Linked DNA regions of Mus musculus: region 1 is linked to region 2. A link is a contact called in public Hi-C data. All regions are on one chromosome and are shown on one strand. Each heading gives the region's core, a stretch centred on a gene start, on an enhancer-like site or on the middle of the called end of the contact. The rest is flanking DNA. Distances are from core to core; before and after follow the strand shown. Region 1 has its middle 64 kb from the start of Gm5084. Region 2 has its middle 42 kb from the start of Gm19866.

Region 1 (7,010 bases), core at 279-2,778, 390 kb after region 2:
GCTTGGGTACTGTTGTGTCTTATAAGAAAGGAAACCAGGGATGTGTTTGGTAGAGTGAGGGATGGTGAGGTGGAAGGGGGTGCCTCTGTGGGCCCATGCTGAGGCATCCCTTCCCCCTGAGGTAACAGCCACAAGGCGATGGGTATAGCATAGAATAGAGCTTATTTAGGACATGGAGAGGGGAGTTAAGGGGGTAGCAGAGGCAGAGAGAGAGAGAGAGAGAGAGAGAGAGAGAGAGAGAGAGAGAACTAACCACACAATGATGGGTATAGGGTAGAATAGAATTTATTTAGGGCACGGGGAGTAGAGGCTAACCTTGAACACATGGAGAGAGGGGGGAGGGGAATGAGGAGAGAAGGGGCAGAGAGGAAAGAGAGGAAGGGAGTAAGAGAGTAAGGAAGAGGCAAGCAGCCCCTGTTATAGTGAGTCAGGCATATGAGTGTTGGCAGGTAACTGTAGGGTAGAGCCTAGAAGAAATGCTGATAGTTACCATACCAAAGAACAAAAAACAAAAAACGGGGAACATAGCCCCCTTCCTGCCATCTGGGGGGAGATGCAAGGCTCCGAGTTCTGCTGGTCTTCTGAGCAAGGGCATCTTAGCCTCTGCTGGTGAAAAATGGGGCAAAACAATCCTGAAGTCGAGAAGTCAGAAGTAGCTCAGAATCACACACTGATTCCCAAAGTCCCTTCCTTGGCCATGCCAGTGTGAAGGATGAAAGAAGCTGTGTGGTAGGACCCGGAGCTCTCCCTGGGGAGAGCTGACAGGAACTCCTAGGAAAGACTCAGTCATATAATTATAACAAAGCCAAACCTTGGACAAAATCGAAACAGGCAACAAATTCTTGTCTGCTGCCCTAACCTTCTGGATTCCTTGTAAACCCTGGCCCTACCTACTCTCATGGATGTTCTCTGTAAACCATAGAGCCTAGGGTTGGGGGAGGGGGATGGAGAAATAGCCTGTTAAACTCGGCCTTGAATTCCTTCTCTGCATCACCAGGTATGTATGGGGCAGCCCATCCTCAACAAACCCTTAGATGGCCCCAGGAAAAGCAAATTCTAGAAGATAAAAAAGCCGGCCGGCTAGGAGGCAGCGTTACTAAGCCCGTGGTAGACTCGTGGCAAGGTGGCAGTGCAGAGAAAAACTTTCAAAATGCTTCTTTCTTGTGCCAGAACTTGAATGGCTTAGGTAAGATCGAGGAGGAGGAGGAGGAGGAGGAGGAAGAACAAGAGGAGGAAGAGAGAGAGAGAGAGAGAGAGAGAGAGAGAGAGAGAGAGAGAGAGAGAGAGAGAATCAGTTAAGTAAACAACTAAACATTCCAGCAGGCAAACAAACAAATCTCTGGGATAAAGACCAAGGCTGGGATGCATTCAATAAAGCCTCTTTCCATCAATCAATTAATGTCATTGTTTATTTAATCAGCCCAGCCCGTGTGGCTGGCGGGAGAAATGCTCTCCTTTTCGGCTATAGCAATGCAAAAACACAGTCTAGATCCAAGGGAACCTTGCCAGAATCTAGCCCTGGATGGCTCTTTAAAGCCATGTTTTGCTTGTGTGCGCATGGTAACGTTTGCAGCTGTCGAACGTGGCTTCGGGCTGTCTGACTCCCTTGAGAGAATTTATGTGTTCCCACTTCCTTTCCTTATTAGGAGGCAGGAATCTGCAACACCTATTAGAAGAAGTATGCATAAAGGGTAATGACTGTGCGATTTATTAGTGGTCTGTTCTTCCTCACTGGAACCTTCGCCTCCTGCCGCCCTCCCCCAGGGCGCAGCCTCAGCTGAGCTGGCCTCTGCCTTCTTGGCAGCAGGTGGGCAAGAACAGCTTTCATCAAGGGGGAGACAAGACCGGTTCTCACACCAAGGCTCGGGAAAGAGACCGAAGTACCTGGGATTGGGTTTGATGGCAGAAGTATTAGGGGAGAAGCTGGGGAAAGAGCGAGAGGACAGAGGGAGAGCAAGGGAGAAAGAGAGAGAGGAGGGGGCAAGCAGCCCCTTTTATAGTGAGCGAGGCACACCTGGCTGTTCCCAGGTAACCGTGGGGCGGAGCCTAGACTAAATGCTAACGGTATTTGCGGACCAAGTGAATAAAATCAGAGTAAAGAGAGAACACAGCCATAGAAGCACCAAAGGGCTCTGGTGCTGTTGTTAATAAAATGAAAATGACAGACAAATGGGTTTGTTAAAAGCAACCGAGTGTTCCCTAGAAGCGATTTTGGCTTTCCCTTTCTGAGTTCTGAACCTAGGAGCATTTTCCCACCAGGGACTGGAAGTTATGAGTAGACATCTCTCAAGCTGCCTTTCACAAAAGTCTTCAAACGAGGAGGCAGGCACGACTATGGAGGTTAATAAAATCCACGCCATCAGCCTGGAAACTGCAGGTGGTGTCCCGCCCCTTCCTGGCGTCCCGCTAAGACCCGGCGTCCAGACAGAAAGTTCAGGAGAACGAACTGTGAGGAGCCAAATGTATTTGCTGCTAAAATCCCAACTATATTCAGGAAAGTGTAATCCATGAGTTTTGAGGTCATTTGGGTTTAGTTGATCGAGTTTCAGGACCACTCTGCTGTTTGAGTTCTGGAAGAGAAGAAGATATGTAAGGCCATGGATGGTGGCTCTGACACCAGACAGTGCAGGGCTGGCTCTGGGACCCCAGGGACAAGCATGCTTCCCCTAGAAGCACCAAGACCCTGGGGTGAGCATTTCATTTGTGCAGTTTCAGGTGAGGGAGGCCATGGCTGAGGTGCTGTGGAACCTTGGAGTATGATCTGTGTTCCAAATGGGTCATTTCAGTGAGTCTCACCTATGCTAAGGAAACCAGTGTCTCTCTACTCTGTTCAGTGTATTTACTCCTGAAATCCCAGAGACGCCTCTCTAACATCATCTACGAAGCCCACTACAGAGGATCACTTTCATGGCCTCTATCCCATCATCCAATATGTGATGGTAAGCTCCCAATGATGGGTGACCAGCCCAGCACTGTGTGCATGTCAACACGCTGACCGCCTACCCAGGGCTATGCACTTAGCTCAGAGATACTCACTTCAAACAGAATGGACAGGAAACAAAATGGGATTGAGGGGAAAAGGCCCCCGGTAGTAGATCTTCAGGAGAAAGATGAAGCCAAGGATCAGATGTGCTGATGGCTGCTCATGTCCAGTGTTCCCCCAGCTCTTCTCATTTTAAATGCACCACCAGTTTGCAAAAGCAACGACCCTGCCTCTAGGTTCCTACAGCGGGGTAGCAGAATGAGAACATTTTATTGGGTCCTCTTGTAGCTAGGCAGATCTCACCTCCAACTACACAACTCTCTCTCAGAGCTTGAGGCCCACGCTGGGTTTTGGCAGAACTGCTGGCTTTTTTTTTTTTTTTTTTTTTTTTTTTTGCACCGTCATTTCAACCCAGCCAGCCCAAAGCTGCTAATTAAAGAGGGAGTGATTTATTCCTAACTCTTCTCTTCCCTCAGGAAACATAACTCAACCCCAGGCTCAACTAGATTACCTTGCCCTATTCAATAAATTACGACCGCCTCGTTAATAGTTAATTAGAAAACCTGAAAGTCCAAGTCTGACCCTAAGGGAGGGGAGAGGTCAGCTGACCCTGATCCTCATTCGCAAGGTGTCTGAGCCGATTCTCCTTGGTGCCTCACGTGTCCCTGCACCAGCCTTAAACTGTAGCACTGACCCCACCCAAGCGTTGAACAGACAGACTGTGTCCTGCACTGAATTCTAAGTGAGCTCTTCTTTGTTAGCTGAGCAGGTGGAAAACCTGTCTTTAACCTTCTTTTAGAAGACTGTGTGTGGTGTGCGTGTATGTATGTGTTTGCATGTGTGTGTTATAAGCGTGTGCGGAGACCTGAGGACATGTGTACTCATGTTTGCATGTGTGCGTTGCATGCATGGGAGAAGGCCTGAGGTTGGCGTGGGGTGTTTTTCTCACTTCTCTTCACTATGTTTATTGAAACATGATCTCTCATGGAACCCTGAGCTCAACAGTACCGGCCAGCCTTGAGATCCAGTCTTTGACTTCAGTACTGGTATTACAGAAAGTCTACCTGTCCCCCAAATTCACATGTGTTCTGGGATCTGAACTCTATTACTCACCACTGAACCATCTTTTCAGCCCTGAATATTAAGAAAAACAAAATGTGGATATCAATTGCTCTTCAAGGTATGTGCTTCTTCAGGAGATAAACACATCATGGAGGCTTCAAGAACAAGTCTTTCTTTCTCCTTTAACAAGAGAGCAAGCCACAATGCCTGCATGTTTTTCTGGTGTAATTATCGACTAGAGGAAAGCCAGCTTCCACCAGTTCCCTCCCATTGGCTTCTGGCAGCTCCAGCCTCCTTGGTTCTCTGTAGACAGCAAATCAGCTCACAGCTGAAATGCAAGAAGCAAATGCGTAGAGAAGGGACTCAGAAGAAATGGCTTCTCTCCGGCCTGTGGCGTCTCCACCCTTTCCCATTCAGGAGGTTCAACTGATGCTCTCTGCAAATTCTCTGCTAGAGTTTTGGAACTCTTGTGCAGTCAGAGGTTCTGATAAAGTCTAGAGTGGGATCCAAGAATCTAGTTGCAAACAGTCTTCCAGCTGCTGCTGCTGATCTTCCACGGACAGTGATCTGAGCAGCAAGAGGTGGGAGGCAGGGCTTGCCCTCTGGAGGCAACACACACATATCTGAGAATGCCAGTGTGAGCTAGTGGCAGCAACAAGTTGATCCTCTTGTACCAAGGACACACTGACACCAGGTTGGCACATTTGCTTTCTAAAGAGACGTTGTAGGTCATCTGGTTCCTGCTGAGGCTGCTTACAGTCCTCTAGACCCACAGATCTGCTGATAGAGGACATTGTGACACAAGGTAGAGGACTGGAAATTCATACTTTGATGGACATTAAGCCTGTGAATGATGCCACTGGGGTGTGCAGATGTGAATGTAGGCGTCAGGTCCTCCTGCACACCAACCCTGGACCTTGGAATTCCCACCTGGACCATGCTTTTAGGTCAAGTCATGAGAGCCAATCAATGTCTTCGTCCAGTGAGCCTTCAACTCTGCTGATCATAAGAACCATCTGCACCCTCTTAAAAACAAAGATCTCTGGGCCTGGGAGATGGGTCTGGAGGTAAATACTCTGATCAAGTATGAGGACTTGACTTCACACACCCAGGCTCCTCAGAAAGATAGGTGAGGCAGCAGGTTGTCTGTAATACTGGCCTCTTTGTAGCAAAATGAGAATCAGAGCAAGGGAGTCTGCAGAAGCTCACAGGCAGTCATGACATATGCAGAAGCTCACAGGTGGTCATGACATATACAGCAACAAACAACAAGGGGCCTGTCCCAAACAAGGTGGAAGGTGAGCGAGCACCCAAGGTTGTCCTTGACCTCCACACACCTGTACCTTTACCCATACTCTCACAGGAACACAGACACACAGACACACACACAGACACACACACAGACACACACACAGACACACACACAGACACACACACACAGACACACACACACACACAGAGCATGCAAACCCCACATAGATTTCTAAGTCAATTCTTTTGAAGTCTGCTTCATTATCTGGTTCTGCAAATGCCACAAGTGGTTCTTGGGTGATATTTGCAGTCTGGTAAACTTGGCAAACAATGGTTTAGATATGTGAAAATCTAGAAGCAGATCAGAAGCAAAGAAAAGCAACTCCCTGTGGAATTCATAGAGTCTCCTGGGGTACAAGTTCCCTCCCAGAGCTGCCTTGCCTTTGCACCGCTGGCTGAGTCAAGCATTCATATAATACTGCACATAGATGGATGCTCAGAATCATTTCTCGAAATGTCAAAGAAATGAAGAAAAAAGAGGTTAGGTGGAGAGAGGTAGGTGAGGCTGAGCGCTCCTGTGTTGACAAAACTAGAAGAGGTTCTGAGACAACTTCCTACTCTTTTACAACATTATAAAGCATTTTATTGATTAATAAACCACTGCCTAACTCAACATAATTAAAGAAAGAATTCATTTAGCTTTTGCAAATCTAGACTATTTTGCTCTGACATTCTCCCTCCCCATGAAAATATGAAGTAAGGATTAATTGACTTGAAGACTTGTTCTTTCATCATTCCCAAATACCCCTTCTTCAAGACCCCTGACCAATCTCAGACTGGTCCTTGGCAATGAGAGAACCAGTCTCAAACAAGATGTGGGAGGCACAATGGCAAAATAATAATGTGTACACTCAGCTCAGGAAGCTGGGTAATTTTCCTTCATGCTGGAAGAAAGGGCAGGAGGAGGTGGGGGTGGTGAGTTTCCTCATGTGGGAACTTACGGTCTTTGTCAAAACAAAATACTAAAAGCAACAAAATTTTGAGCATATATACCTATAGCCCATTGATTCTAAACACCATCATTTCACATTCTACTGTCTCTATAAAACACTTAGTGTCTTATGTACATGGTAGTCTAGATTTTGAAAAAAATATCTGGAAGGCATTTGGCGATTCCCCATTAAAGAGCAGAGTGTTAGAATTATAAGTCGGCTAAAAAGATCACCCAAAGGTGACTCAGCTCAAAGTATCCTTTAAGTGGAATAGAAATAAAAAACATCTAAACAACAGCAAGAAGTACAGAGGGATAGTTTCTTTAGTGTAGAAAGAAATGGTGAATGTTTAACAAAATAAGATAGGCATACAGCTTCCATCCAGGCTGCCTGGGTTATAGGAGTCAAGCTTTTTCCGTTAGAGAGAAAAATATGGAGCTTGTCTTGGATCCATCTTAAGTGGGCTTTTTCTGGAGAGACATGAACAAACATCTATTTGCCTCAGATGGGATACCACCAACACAGCAAAGTAATGACTCCACCCAAGTTCAGCTTGGTGATACAGTGAGTCGACTTCCATGAGCAAGGAATGCGGGTGGACCCACAGATCACTTCAAAGACCCACCCACATGGGTGACAGCTTTCTGAAAGCTGTATAGGTTGAGTCCTCTTTTCAGTGAGCCTTCTACCTCCTAGGTACTCTACCTTGTCCCCTGCCCTGT
Region 2 (6,853 bases), core at 3,475-5,974:
AAAGCCATCACGATTAATCATGTTCTTCCCCCCACCCCCATCCCCCACTGTCATTGCACATCCAAGGTTAAGGATTAATTCTGGTGGCAGCTTTGGGGGCTTTGGGGGCTTTGGGCCACGGTTGGTTGGCCGGCTGCTGCCTGTTGATTTGGGGCCTGTGGTGAGGCCTGTGGTAGCAGGAGTCTGTGCTGGAGCAGCTCATCACTTCCACGGCCTGGAAGGAACCACAGGTAAGAAGCGGAAGGGTTGGAGGTTCCCTGTGGTGAAAATGTTTCCAGTGACCTAAAACTTTTCTTGGCCTCCCCTCTCAAAGTCTGCAACATCCCTGTAACTCCTCAACACCTGGGTCTTTGGGAGAGGATAGGGCCAAAGCAGAGCGATTGAGTACATTTCACAGTATTTAGGAAGCTACACGGGCCCCACCTGTAAATCTCTCTTAATAAACCAAACAAACAGAAGAGAATCGACTTACTGTCTGTTACCGAGCTCCAGCTCTGCTCCGACTTTTGCAATTTGACATAAACTAGAGGCACCTGGGGAAAGGGAACTTCCGTTGGGGAAGCACCTTCATCAGATTAGTTCATGGACACGGTTGTGCAGGACTTTCTTGATTGCCAGACTATGGAGGAAGGCCACGCCCACCACGGATGGTACAAGCCCCTCCCAGTAGCTGGTGGTGGTGGTGGGGGGGGGGTTCGGAAGCCAGCCAGAGCATCCCTTGAGATCTCTGTTTCTTCAGTTTCTGCCTCCGGGTTCCTGCTTGAGTCTCTGTCTTGGCTTCCGTCAGTGTTGGTCCGGTAATCTGCCCCAAGTAGCTTTTTTGTCCCGGTGTTATCACAGTAGCAGAGAGGCAGGCTAGGTAACCTTTAAATATATAGACTAGGCTGGGGTGCAGGCACTGGAGGGAAGGGCTTACGTAGATGGTACCACATTTCTGAGACGTAGACACCAAGAATGAGATAATAGACACCATTTGCCTGTAAATTGGGTTACTGTGTGATTGATGGTGAGGAATCCACCTAAGAGAGGCGTTCTGCACTAAAACATGAGAATCCGTGAATTCATTTCCAATTCAAGCGAGCAAACACCAGCCCATCTAGACCTCTGCAGTAGACCTGATGGTGTCTACAGTGATGTTTTTACCTGAGCCAGCACGACTCCTGTGAGCTTTCCGATGCTCTGAAGTAAGTCCTTGAGCTACTTGAGTAGAAATGAGGAAAAGACTGTCTCTAGTGCTTCAAAATGTGTGGAAGTTCTTGTCGCAGCTCTCCTGTTAAAGTCTGGTCTTAAGCCCCAACACTATGTAATTAATATAATTCATGTTATGGTTGAGTAAAGAGATATTTTTTTCTAAAAGCAAACTATACTGAGAATTCACTGAAGAGATTAAAAGGGTTAGTGAAGTTTAGTGTAATCTTATGATCTGTTTTGAATAAATTTGCCGCATCTTGTTGATGTTCAATCCTTATGAGCCACGGAGGGGGGTAGAAACTTCACACTGGGAATTTTGGAAAGTGACTGGGGCTGGCTAAGACTGGCAGCTCCCGTGATTGAATCCTGGTGGGTTTTCTATGAAGGCAGAGACCAGAAGAGGCACACATGCCGTCTCCCTGTCTCTCACTGTGTCACACTTGGCCTCCCTTCAGGAGTCTGGCCACAAGATGCTGTCTCCTCATGCAACCTTTGACCCTGGAGCGGAACTGTGAGCCTCCGTTCTTTATAGCTTACCGACTTGGTGGGGATTCTGTCCTTAATGACAGAGAATATCAGAGCTGCTGAGGTGAGACTTTCTCAAGCATTGTGTTTAGTTAAATCTTCGCAGGAGCTGGAGCCAGGAAAGTCCCAGGAGTTGCTTCCTGCCCAATAGCTCTGGGGAGCTCCGGAGCCTCGGTGTTCCTCGTGTGTAAAGTGGAACGGCAGTACGGAGTGAGGTGTTGAAGCAAGAGTGACTGTACCGCTCAGCCATGACAGTGGGTTCCTGTGTCGCCTGTACATGGATGGGATGCTACTATTAACATCCTTACTCCTGGGAGCCACAAAACTGGTCCCAGCTGAGTAGTTTGTGGAACGTTTAGGGCTAGCACCTGAAGATTATGTTCTAAGCGATTCCAGTACTTTCTCCCAGAACTCCGTGAGAGGTCCTGCAGGGCAGCTTAGGCCTTCTCCATCCCTGCTCCCAATGTATTTTGTTAAGCTAATAAAGGAATGGGCTCAAATACTTTTACTTCAATTGTACTTAAAATTATGTTTTTAAGGAAATAATTTGAAGGGCTATGGATACCATACTTCTTTTTCCCCTTCTTTGGCTTAAAAAGAAAGAATATGGTACCTACACCTTTTGGCTGGAGGGAGATTTTAATAAAGATCATTAGAAATGTGCTATTATATGGCAAATTGTCTATAAATTAGCATGGCCTGCGTGCTCCAGGAGAGATTTTGGCCTTTTTTCCCTCTTGTGTTTTTTTTTTTTTTTTTTTTCTCTTCAAAATACCTTAGTATTTGCTTTAATAACTTTTTTTTTGTTTAGTTAACTGATGACTGATTATTTTATTGAATAAAACTCATTAGTTTTATATCAACATGAGATTGCTGTTTTTTTTTTCTTTTCTATTCTAAATTGGAAATGTATGGACACTTAACCTAGAAACTCTCGCCAATGTGATTTATATTCAGAAAATTTATTTACTTTCATATTATTAACAAAAATCACTGTTGTGTTCCAATCTTTGTTCTCTGAGGATAAATCGTCAGCGAATCACTTCCGGCCGCTGCAAATCACTTCCGGCCGCTGCAAATCACTTCCGGCCGCTCTGTACCTCAGAGCCCAGGCAGCCTAGAGCTGACCGGTGGTCATCAGTAAGTGCAGCTCAGAGGGGGAGAACATGCCTCCTGTTCCTCCTTAAACTGTGGGGAGGGCAGGGAGACGGAGAGGAAGAAGTTTAGAACCTGCCTTCACCGTGCCTGAGGAAGACAGCTCAGAATAATTACTAGTGCCTTAAATAAGAAACTGTAAGAAACGGGCTCCATGGGGCGTTGCTTCACTCAGCCTCGAACATTTGGTACCTTATCTTTCAACTCCAGACCCCAAGAGGAATTTAGACATAGCTGAAAACAAAAAACCAAAAAAACAAATGGGGCCAGGACTGCTTTAAAAAGCTAAACTAGAACCCACTGGTTTCTGACCCATCTGCCTGCCTTTTCTCTAGAAAACAACCCTGGAATGTTCCAGAAGGTTTCATGAGGCTGCATCTCTGTGCTGCTTCCTCTCCCCCCCCTGCCCCCAGACACAGCATATTTAACCAATTTAGTTTACAGAGGGAGTTCAAGTTTTTTCTAGCTTGCTTTATCCAACTGTAACTTTGGGATCATAAATATGCTTACGTCTCCTGGGGAACATTCTCTTGTACTGCATTTTGGAGATGCTGTCCAGATGTGAGAGGGTTTTATCCTGTCCCCCTCTGAGAGTCCCTCTGAGCCAGGACATTGCAGTGGAACGTGGTATGTCTTTTGTAAGGCGCCAAGCAGCTTGGTGGATGAGATTGTTGTTTGTGGGGACAGGAGTACACCTCTTTCCAATACAGAGAACCAACAGATGCTGAGAGTTTGGGGATGCTGTCAGAACAAGGCCAGGTTGATTAAGGTCCACCATTTCCTGTTCCTGGATGCTGTGACCTTAGAGTCCTAAGTCTTGGGATGCAGCCTGCAAGAGCCCGAAAGGTTGGGAGGAGAGTCTGCAAGGCTGCCTCCCAGCACTGTCACTGCTCAATGACTGCCATATGTAGGGAGAACCAGCGACACTCGTCTTAAGATCTTGGGAATGTCTATGGCCCACTTCAACTGTATAAGTGAAAGAATGCTGGCTCCCTGACCTTTGTAACCCCCTCCCCCCTTTATTTTTTGACAAAGGGAAAGCAGATGGTCTGGGAAGCCATGCAATTTCATGCGTTGTCTAATAAAACCGGAATTGCTGACTCTGGTGAGCACAGAAGGACTCTGTTTGCCTCTTCCCTTGTCCTCAGAGTTTGCTTCCTGAGCTGGGGTAAGAGTGGTTATCTGTGGTCCCCGGGCTCCAATCTTTTCTATAGACCACCTCAATGGACACAGAGATTGTTGGTTTCTGGGTCTTCTTTTGTAGGTGCTTCAAGATCTCAAGTTATAGAACTTAAGTTGGAACCTGTCATAGTTGAGAAGCAATAAAGCAACAAGACGAGAAGACGATGCTTTCTAAGCACTGGCGGCGTGGCTGCTGAATGGTGTCCTGCCAGTCTCTTAGCTCTTCTGAATCCCTGGTCTGTCACTTATGACAAGGGCAGATGGCAGCAGCAGCTTCACCATGAGGAGCAAATGAGACAGTGTTTCTCAGAAGCAGGTTGAAGTGGCCAGGATCTTAAGATCTGTTACAATGTGGCCATACACACATCAGTGGGTCATGATTTGGAAAGGTGACTGCCGAGAAGGGGGCAGGGAATGATGCAAAGCACAGAAATGAATTTTTTATTCTTTGATAGTCATTTGCTGAGAGTTGATAAGGCTGTGACTAGGTTGCCCTGTGAGCTATACATCATTCTTTAGAAATAGTTTGTAACTCCATCAGTATCACTGGCTTGATGGTAACAAGCTGCTATTCTTTGTTTATATTCTTAGCGCACAGCTATAGCCTCTAGCTATTGCTTAAAGAGACCTAGCCTTAATCAGAAATATTTGTGGTTTGTATAGGGACAGACAGTGTCAGAACCACATGACCATCTGAGGGTGGCTGTTGTATTGCCCCAAGGAGAGTCTCCCTGGGGCTGGGCTGGTTGGTTTTACAGGAGCTGAGGTTTAGACTTCCTGTTAAGAAAGTTGCATCATAGCAAACAGAACTTGCTGTCTAAGCAGGCACTGGTGGTGTTCTCAAGGGAGAAGAGCAGATGTTGCCCTTTTTAGGAAGAGGAAGAGGCAGGCAGGTTTGTGAGAAGTCAGCATGTTGGCATCTGCTCTGCTGTGTCAGATCCCACGTAACCTCGTATTTCCCAAGTCAGCTTGGTGGACATTTAATTAATGATAGGGCTGTGCTTTCCCTCCCCTCCAGTGGGGCTGGTGTTTCATCCGAGTGTGAAGCGGCTTTGCTTTTCTCTCTATGGATCTGTGCTGTACTCGGGGTTGTTTGTGCTTTTGTACTGTATTGAGAATTGTATCAGAAACAGCTAATGTTTTCTGAAGGCACAGGAACCCTATAATCATGAAACTACCTGTGACCTCATGTAGATATTCACACCATGTCTCTGATGGCAACGACGTGAGGACCTTAAAACATTCTTGCTTGTGCTTTCTCCTGCGGACATGATTTTTTTCTGGACCTGACTTTGCTTTTCTTTGGGAAGAGAATTTTCATGTGTGTGGAAGACTCAAGATGCATTGATGTATGTTTCTGGGACTTTTGAAGACAATTTAGGAACACTTAGAAGCTTATTGTTGTATATTATCTTAAATCTAAATCCTGGGAAGAGTCAGGGCTTATCTGAGACTCTTCCTGGGTCATCTGACCCTTGAAGACATGCTGTAAGTGACAAATCGCAGTGGATGCCAAGATACTGAACTGGCTAGCCACGGTAGGAGCAGATGCGGAGATAGGTTGGGGTTCAGTCCTACCATGGATATGGCTGACCTTCTGCTATTTTGGAATCTGGAGGTGAGCTTACTCAGAAAGCTCCTGGTTTTATGCCCTCTGAGGCTAATTCCATGTTTAGTGTCCCTCACTGCTTCAGGAGTCATGATGAATATACAGTCATCATCAGTTCAAGGGAGCCTTGCCATCAGCAATCCACGCTGGAAGCTCCAAACACTAACACTTCTGTGTGCTTTCAGGAGGGTTTCCAAGGCTGTAAGAACCCTTTGCCTTCATAGTGTTTGTGGTGGTTGTTGCTGATCATCCTTCTGTTTGCCCATGGGGACTGATCTGAGAGCTGTGTTTACCTGTGCTGATAGCAGCTGGGCCTGTGAATCTGTGTTCAGTATTTGCAAAGACAAGGGTGGGAAAGATTCTTGGGAGCTTTCCAGTATCAGAGGTCAAAGACTTGGCCTAGGGGCTCCCCCAATGGTGTTTGATGTGACCCATTTGTGTGGCATTTTATAACCTCGCAATGGTCTGAGAATTTAATCTAGTTTCTTCTTTCACCCCATGTGGATATATGTTGGCATCCTGATTGCATATGAGACCTTGTTTTAGTATTTAACACACCATTTTTCCTTCTGCCCATAACCAGCAGCTGATGTAACTGCAGCCAAGATCAGCTTCGGTAGCATGTGTTGAAAAAAATTAGTTTACAAATGTATTAAATTGGAAGTCCTAGCTTAACACTACCCTGTATTGTCTATGTTATATGGGATGGACAGTTGCCAATACTATCCATCTATGTTTGTTTACCTGTCTATCACTACCTATAATCTATCTATCTATCTATCTATCTATCTATCTATCTATCTATCTATCTATCTATCTATCTACACCAATATGCCACCTATCATTAATGCCTACCTATCTATCACTCTCTATCTCTCTATCTCTATCACTTATTATCTATCTACCATCTATAATCACCTATCATCTATCATTAATATATCCCTATCTATCTCTATCATTTATATATCATATTCATGTATCCATCATCTATCTACATATCATCTATCTATCTATCTATCTATCTATTATCTATTTATTCATGCATCCACAGTGAAGATGGAGACCAGATGCAGAAGTGTGAAGGATATGGGCAAACCTTGGTTTTGTTATATATCTTTCCTTCCTACCCAGACCAATGCTATCACAGAATCAGACTTTTCTGAGAGAGAAGGGAGGGTTTGAGCCATCTGT

Evidence for each region. A called contact is a pair of places that touch in the nucleus more often than the background predicts.
Region 1: a contact with region 2 is called in a Hi-C map of uterus, with 1.7 times the contacts expected there. The contact joins two enhancer-like sites. A contact is called at or near these places in 1 of 15 datasets of contacts at CTCF or cohesin (the NIH/3T3 cell line), 28 of 484 Hi-C or Micro-C datasets (the BV-2 cell line, cerebral cortex, differentiating embryonic stem cells and 8 more), 7 of 115 datasets of contacts at active chromatin or transcription factors (bone marrow-derived dendritic cells, differentiating embryonic stem cells, embryonic stem cells and 1 more) and 3 of 9 other capture datasets (embryonic stem cells, embryonic tail and embryonic trunk).

What each region holds. Positions count from the first base shown.
Region 1 is chr13:60,266,138-60,273,147 of GRCm38.p6, forward strand. No RefSeq gene overlaps it. Among named protein-coding and RNA genes, the nearest start is that of Gm5084, 64 kb to the left of the region's middle. Within about 2 kb of position 1,529, at least 38 of the 459 cell types and tissues checked have an H3K27ac peak or open chromatin away from gene starts, as enhancers often do. A contact at or near this core is called in uterus, where this site is marked.
Region 2 is chr13:59,870,982-59,877,834 of GRCm38.p6, forward strand. No RefSeq gene overlaps it. Among named protein-coding and RNA genes, the nearest start is that of Gm19866, 42 kb to the right of the region's middle. Within about 2 kb of position 4,725, at least 111 of the 459 cell types and tissues checked have an H3K27ac peak or open chromatin away from gene starts, as enhancers often do. A contact at or near this core is called in uterus, where this site is marked.